2 separate regions of the Anser cygnoides genome follow, and region 1 is linked to region 2. Evidence: chromatin contacts called from public Hi-C data. All regions are on one chromosome and are shown on one strand. Each heading gives the region's core, a stretch centred on a gene start, on an enhancer-like site or on the middle of the called end of the contact. The rest is flanking DNA. Distances are from core to core; before and after follow the strand shown. Region 1 overlaps NCOA1 (nuclear receptor coactivator 1). Region 2 overlaps NCOA1 (nuclear receptor coactivator 1).

Region 1 (3,948 bases), core at 470-2,969, 64 kb before region 2:
CGGCCCCAAAAAGGTCCCTGAGGGCACCCAGCAGAGCCTGAGCCCACACCGTGGGCGCCCTCCGTGTGCCAGGAGCTACCGCTGCCCGATTACTGACCCTCCCCGCACAAAGGCTGCCCTACAATGTCCCGTCACCACCAGAAAACCCAAAGCACGGGGATCTGGCACGTTTTAAAGCCCCGTATTTCTGTCGGGGCCACCGGAGCTGCCGCGCTCGGCGCCGGCGTGGTTGGCAACCTCACTGCGAGCACGGGTCCGACCACGACGAACGTTCCTGGCTCTTCCCGTAGGTACCCAGCCGGCACCAGTGCGAATCCCTCGTCCTCTCTAACCCCATGCAGAGCCTGTAACGACGCCACGGCCCCTGCCCGCCTCCCAGGCGGGACCACCCGAGGCCGGGGGGCCCACCCCGAGCAGCAGAGCTGAAGGTCACACGCTCGGGGACACAAAACCACGTCGCCAGTTCCACATCCAGGGCCGGGGAACTCTCCGAATTGCGGAGAACCACTAACGTTTGGGCTGGTCTGACTGCGGGAGAGGGAACGCTGCGTGTGGAAGGGCCAGGAGGAAGAGGCAGCAGAGGCAGGGCTGGAAATAGGGCAGAGGCTGATGGCACCCGGGTTATCGGGTCACTGAGGCACCAGCACAGACCCCCCTGCGGCGTGCCGGGGTGCCCGGGCTGGGAGACACAAAGCAGAGGGTAAACCCTGGTGAGCCCCAGGATGGGACTGGGTGGATCCTAAGTTTTTCATGAAAAAGAGGTTCTTTTAGTGCAAGGGTACCCTATGTAAGACCTATACAGATAACACGGGGAAGAAGACGGGCAAACAAAAGCGCTCTGAAAGCCCAGGGGTGATGCGAGGCTGAGGAGCAGCATCACGCTGCCAGCGCCTGGGCGTTATTCTCGTGCTGCTTAGCGGGGCACCGACGGCAAAAGAGACAAAACAACTGGGGAAAAAAAAAGACAGAGCCAGGTCTGGAAACGGTAAATTTGCCGCTGCCACGCAGGAGGGGTGCAGCAGTGCATCCGGCGACAATTTAGCCTTCGGCACCGCCACAGCCACTTGTTTCGGCAGGGGATGGGGACCCCAGGTTCGTCCCCTGCTCTTTTTGCGCAGCCCCCGTGGCACCGGCAGGGCTCGGAGCCGCGGCACGGCACCGACGCGAGGCGAGGAGCCGCCGAGCGCAGCGCGTGAGCTCCCGACCCAGCCCCGAGTTCAGGTTGCCCAACCTCGCCGTGCACACACGCGGTGAAAATCGGAGCGCTCCAGCAAAGCAGGTGTGCATCTCTGCCATGAAATGCCTCCTCAGATCTGCCTCCACAGGGCTGTTTGTTTAAGAAAAAAATTAAAATATTTCAAAGCCTTTAAGGCCAGGAGAAATTCAAGCACAGAATCATGTTGTGAGCCCCCACGCAGCCCCCAGGAACTTCCAGCAAGGGGAAGAGCTCCTGCAAATTGTGCAACGCTTTGCTCAGGAGAACCCAAACCTCCCCCCGTACACATGTGAAATCATTAACTTCATCTGCTGCTTTTACTTCTCCCATCAATGATTAACAAATGTTAAGCAATCAGCATTTTTCCTTTTAACGAGGAACGCTCTCTTTTTTTTTTAAAAAAAAAAGAAAAAAACAACAAGTAATGTCCTTACTTCTGCAAGTCGCTGCGAGGATTCTTGCCAGATCCCTCCAGCTTAAACATTTGCACGCTGCTTTTCAAGGTCACCGCTGAACCACGTAATTCTCTCCTTCGCGCATTATCCTCAAGGTGCGCGGCTTTATTCAGCGCCGCGAACGGCGTGCGCCGGCGGGGAGCCGCGCCACCCGAAACGGCCTCGGCGAAGTTCGATCGGTAAAAAGAAAATGCCCGGGGGAAGGCAGCTTCGGAAAATGCAAATATCACCAGGCAGCAGCCGGACCCCGTCCTTTCTTCGCGCGCCGTTACGTAAAAGCCCTGAAAGAAGCGAGGTGGCGGGGAGCTCGCGCGGCGGGGAGCGCGCTGCAGCCGCCCCTACGCAGCCGCCGCCCCCGCTCACGGCCCCCCAAAAATTTTGGGTGGTGGCGATGCCGGGTGGCGATAACCCCCTGCCCCTTACCTGCCTGCTCCGGGCGTGCAAGGCTGCGCGGTGCCCGGCTCGTGCCCGCGCTCGCCCCATGCGGTGCCGCTCGCCCGCGCGCGGGGCTGCCGGGGCCGGGTGGGGGGCTCCTCTGCGCCACCCCCGGGGGGGGGGGGGGCACCGGGGGCACCCGGTGGGTGGCTGTGACCGCACGGATGGCTCCCGGGGGGGGATGAGGAGGAGGGAGGGGAAGGAAGCAGCGATGATGCTCATGGTTTGGATGAAAAGCGGAGCTGGTGCGGTCCTACGGGCTCCCGTTTGAAAAAAATAAAATGCCTGATTTCTGTTTGATTTTCAAAAATAAAAATCAAAAGCAATACGCTCACTGCCTGCAATTTTATTATTTTTTCTTTACTTTTTTTTTTGAAATTACTTTTTTATTTTTAATTTTTAATTCAGACAGGTTTTTAACGTGCATCCCTGTAACTCACGGCTGCGTGTGCCCTGCCGAGCTCGGCTTCCCGCGGCACACAGAATTACCGTTCCACGGGAGGAAAAGCTACGATGCGACCAAAACGACCAAAAACCCTCAGCAGACCCACATTTTGCTCCTCTACACCACGGGGCATTTTTGCTCTGAGCACAAGCAGCTTTTTTATTCCACTGCTGGGGGCTCTGCTCCGGTGGGAGGCGTCCCCTGCCCAGGGCAGGGGCTTGGACGAAAATGATCTTTAAGGTCCCTACGAGCCCAAACCACCCTATGATTGATTCTGTGGTTCTCTGATTCTATAAAAAGGGCTCCCCAGACGTCACCTTGGGCTTGCAAGCAGGTGACCGTGGGACGAGACCAGGGTGACAAGTACCAGTTTGGCTAAAATTTGGGATGCGCGCAGGCTGGCCCGCTAAGGAGCCGCACGCGTGGACAGAAGCGGTCCTCATCGCACCCTCCTCGCAATCGGGGCAGCACGAGGACGAAAACCAAGCCTTTCGTTTCCTGATTACCCACCCTGGGAAACAGCAGACTCCTGTCACCCCGCTGCCTTCCCCCAAAGGGACACGTGCCCCGGTGGTCCGCGGCGCGGGAGGGACAGGGTCTCGCCGCGTCCGCGCACCGCAAGTCACGTCGCCCACGCGGCCGGGGTCTGGAAGTCATTTGACCGAACTGTAAACAGAAGTAAACAGAGGAACCTTAAGATGTTTGGGCCGCAAAATGGCTGTTTTGACGCGGAGCCAAAAAGCTGCAGTTCTGCCATCTCTTTGCCAGCGGAAAGGGTGATTCGTGGCGCCCCGAGCTGGGAGCACCACCACTGCCCCTGCCCTGTGCTGCTCGAGGAGGAAGCCCGGTTTTCAAATTCCCTTCGTCAACCCCGCGGATGAATCGTTGCCACGATGGGACTTCTTGCCCTGACCAGCGACAGACGCCGGAGAACAGAGGGAGAAAGCCTCAGAAAGCCGTGGAGGAAGGAAACCGCGGGGAGAAACTTGAAAGGCGCGTGACGGAGAGCTCCAGGAAACAGCAGCCAAGGAGAAAATACCTGAACCCACCGCAGCTGTGTTTACCAGGGAACTGAAAAGCCCAAATACTTTTTAAAAAAGACAGGAAAAAGGATGGAAAACACAAGATAGACATGAGAGGAAGCCCTGGAGGACTCAGAGCCTCTACTATAAGAATAACTTATTTAAGGCACCACGTCCGGGGGCATCCTTTGCAGGTAGGATGTTGTTACGGACACGTCAGGACCCTGGGCTTGGGGTGGCCCAGGAGAAGAGATGACAAAATGCACGGAGGAATGGCAGAGGATGCGGGGGGAGAGCACTGAGGGGTATTAAAAATATTTGGTGCTACAGCCACGGAGACCGGTGCCATAAATAAAGCCCCGAGCGCTGACCGCA
Region 2 (3,898 bases), core at 442-2,941:
GCACGCTGATGAGACTCGCTGATGCCTGGTGGTCAAGCTGCCCCAACGCTGCTCTCCTCTACAGCAGCACAACCACCCCACAGCTCTCCTTACCCTTTTTTTTTTTTTTTTTTTTTTTTACAGCTAGACAGCCTGCGACAAGAGCAGCAGGCACTGCTGGCACAGCTAGCTAATCTGTTCATGCTGGGCATACTGGTTCCCAGCCAACGTTTTAACAAACTCCCAAAGTGGCTTAAGCCAAGAGAGGACCTCTCAGGTTGTGATGAAGATACCGAGGAACAGCAGTGGCAGGGAAAGCCAAAACAATCTGCTCATATGATTCTCCGAGGCCACGTTTTATCCTGTTCCCATGATGTAACCAGCAACAGGGCAGCTCGTGCGAAAACACAGGGTCGGGAGCATCCTCAGCTCTTGCTGCGGACAGGAAACAAAAGCGGTGCTGATCCCGAGCCTTCTGCAGACACAGAAGCATTAATAATCCTAGAAGCAAAGAGTCAAAAAGGAAAATGAGCAGAAAGCAGCGAAGAAGCAGAGTGAAGACGCTGCCCAGAGGGGTGCAGGTGGCCTAGGAGCTTGGACACACTCCGACCCCTAGCCCTGAGGAACCAGCACTGGGGATGAGCACGGGTTTTTTTCCAGTATAATCCTACAGGGTGGCTGCAGAGCACAAAGCCAGCATCACCTTGCACGAAGCAGCGTCTGCTCCCTTTTTTCCTTCTCCTGGCAAGGGCTGCTCTGCAAGGACACGCGCCTTAGAGCCACCGCGTCGGCTGCGAGCTATTCACCACGGCGCCACCAACTTCTCTCCGACAGACCGAAAGAGCTTAGAAAACCATCCTGCTGGGTCTGCCTCCCTGCTGAGGAGCATCCCCTCGCCCTTGTCCAGGGGAGCAGGAGCGGAGCACGGCCCCTCCGCAGGGATGGAGCCCGGGACACCCCGGAGGGGCGAGCAGCACGCAGCCCCTCACCTGGAAGAAGCGCAGCGAGCAGAAGCATCCTTCCTTTCTCCCCGGCTAGCACTCGTGATGCGAGCTTCTCAAGATGACGGCCGTTCTGATTGTCTGATTTCTACTGATTTCTCGAAATAACGGGTCGAGCCACCCGGGCTCTGGCAGCTTCGGGCTCCTCACGCTACGCGCTGTGGTTTCCTGTTTGTTATGTTTTCCAGCCTACTTCCGACACCGACGCGAAAAAAAGTTCCTCTGCACCCCCCCGCCCCAGGCTGAGATTGAACCACGTAAACATCAGGCTGGGCTAACAACTCGGTCTCGCTTTCGGAAGAGGAAAAATTGCCTAAATTCAGAGACTTCATTGCATCCCTTTGTCAATATATGCCTGCTATACTTTTTTTTTTTAAATAAACGTTCATCGAGGAGTGGTTTAAGTGCTCAAAAATAAGCCAAGAGAAAACTCGAAACTCATTTCAATTACACTTTGATAAAAAAAAAAAAAAGCCAACCCCTTTCTTCATCCACTGAAAAGCAGTCATTTAGGCTGTCATCTCAGCGAGTTAATTAATTTTCTTAAGAGCAAGCGAGAAAATTAGAACGATTTAAGTCAGCACGGAGCACCCAGCAAGCGCCTGCAGCGTTTCCCCAGGTTGTGCATTGCACCCACCACCCTTCCTTTAGGGGAAAAAGGTCGATCTCGTGGTGGAAGCGTCGAGGCAGGACACCTGCACACCCCAGGGGATGCAGGCACCGTCGGCAGGGTTGGGGTGAGACAAGGAGAAGGGTGTTGGAGCATCGCAGGCAGAAAACCACTGGCTGCGTGCTGCCGAGCTCCGTTTAGATGTCATCTGGGACACCCCAAAGCCAGATTGCACGAGGCTTTATTCCCCTGGGACTGACCGTGTTGCTGGTAGGCTGAGAAACGTCGTTTTCAGGTAAGGTTCCAATGCATTAGTCTTATTTTTAAATATCATATCAGCTACCGGAGCCCTGCTTCATGTCATTTTACAAAACCTTATGAAGAAAGGGTGTGAAAATTACGTTTGAGACAATCTTCAGGTTTTCTGCCCTTTTCCTTTCCCAGCTAGTCACCCATTACCTTCTCAGTCCCTAACAAAGTCGGCAGAACGTAGACTTTGACCATCTGCAAACAAAACCCGTTCTGGGCGACTACGCACATGCTCTCACGCCTCCAGCCGCCGCTGGCAATTAATTCTCTCTCGAAAAGTTGGCGCAGCGCTCAGCCCCCGGCTGCCACTGGCATGGAGGGACATCCGAAATCTGCCAGCGGACGCAGGCGATCCTGTAGGGAAGACGAGGTGAGGAGCACGGAGCACGTTTTGGGGTGTTGTGGCTCAACACCACTAGCTGTGTGTCCAGATCCCAAGGTGCTCCGTAGCCCTAACCCTACCTCGTCCACCTTTTGGCTTTGGGGACTCTCACCAGTAGGGTTTTTCTGCTGGTAAGGCTATCACAGCCATAGGGCTTTGTCTTTCAAAAGTCCTTGAAATACAAAGAGTCGGAATTTTTTTTTTCCTTACTGAAAAAAAATTAGTGAAAGAATATTCTCCTGGAAACGCGTGAACCGGGTCATGGGAAAACGAACAGCAACTCAACGTCATTCACGCCATCTGAGAACACGATCTACGATCCCAGTTATAAAAAAAAATGTACCAGGCTTCCTGAGAAGTACAGATCTGTTCATTGTTCGATACGTGGCTATTCTGATTTTTAAACAGGTTCTTGGTCATTTCAAACAAGGCTGCAAGTGGCAGCGCTGCTGCCTTGTGCCAAATAAAGGGCTTCCAAGAGGCTTTCACCCAGAGATCACGCTAAATGAGAAACAAGAAACCTCCATCCACAGTAGACACAACAACAGCTGAAACTTTCACTGCACTAAGCCCTAAAAATTCAAGTTATGGCTTTAGCATCGCAATGGAAACAGGTAGGAACCGGCCCTGGCATTTCTGTGATTCCCCTGGGAGGGTTTTTCCAGCACTCATCGGCTCGGCCCCGCGCTGGGAGTTTGGAGATGCTTCCCACTCTCAAAGCATCATGGTCACCTTCCCAGCACGGTATCAGATACAAGAAATGAAATAAAATAAATAAGAAATCATTTACATCATTCTTTCAGACGTAGTTTGCAAAAAAAATAAGTTGTCAGCGCTTTTGCATAACACATGCACGTCCATTACGTTTGGAGCAGAAATGGCATTGAAACCACTTCAAGTAGGAATTAGTCAATTCCAGAGATCCCGATAGGGCATAATACCCTAAATGAACGTTGCCGAAACATTTCAAGAAAAAACAAAAAACAGATGGACACCACATGCATCTGTTGGAGGCAAACACAACCTTGCCCGGGATAAAATCTTCATAAACAAAAAAATAAAGCCCTGCATATTTTTAGCTTGACTAAGAGGATTAGGCGAGGGCTTTATGAAGACATTTACACCAGCGTTGACAAACGACACGGGAGCAGCAGACCTGCCCACGTAACTACAGCACGCAGCAGCCGTTCCTCCAGGACCTGAAGAAATTCAGGCTTCGTGGGTCAGGTAGTGCTCATGTCCATCCCAAGACGAGGGTGCTGTAAAGCCCTAGTGCCATGATTTTTGGTATTCCCAGCCCTGGACGCATGGCTTCTTTGCTTCTTCCACGCCGAGCAGCACGCGGCCGATGGAGCAGAATCGCCCTGCAATTCTCTTGGGTCTCTGCTCCCTGCACCTCCGAGGCCGCCCGGCCACCAGCTGGTGAGTTTAAGCAGCAAAAAGCGAGGCTGTAGGAGCTAACGGAAAGCAATACCCTATAAATTCCGGAGATTTAAAAACAAGCTTGCAGTTGGAAGCAAGGCAAAGCGCCGCAGCGCCGCTCGCTCCGCCAACCACGGCTCACACGTTACATCAGCCACCATCAATATTTCTAAGTCATTAAAGTGTCTTAATGGA

Evidence for each region. Hi-C and Micro-C count contacts between places; a contact is called where the count stands out from the background.
Region 1: a contact with region 2 is called in a Hi-C map of liver, with 4 times the contacts expected there. The contact joins two enhancer-like sites. A contact is called at or near these places in 2 of 7 Hi-C or Micro-C datasets (both in liver).

Annotation. Positions count from the first base shown.
Region 1 is chr3:121,426,327-121,430,274 of Taihu_goose_T2T_genome, reverse strand. The region is part of intron 2 of NCOA1 (nuclear receptor coactivator 1); the gene reads right to left. Among named protein-coding and RNA genes, the nearest start is that of NCOA1, 81 kb to the right of the region's middle. Within about 2 kb of position 1,719, at least 2 of the 3 cell types and tissues checked have open chromatin away from gene starts, as enhancers often do. A contact at or near this core is called in liver, where this site is marked.
Region 2 is chr3:121,362,119-121,366,016 of Taihu_goose_T2T_genome, reverse strand. The region is part of intron 1 of NCOA1 (nuclear receptor coactivator 1); the gene reads right to left. Among named protein-coding and RNA genes, the nearest start is that of NCOA1, 17 kb to the right of the region's middle. Within about 2 kb of position 1,691, at least 2 of the 3 cell types and tissues checked have open chromatin away from gene starts, as enhancers often do. A contact at or near this core is called in liver, where this site is marked.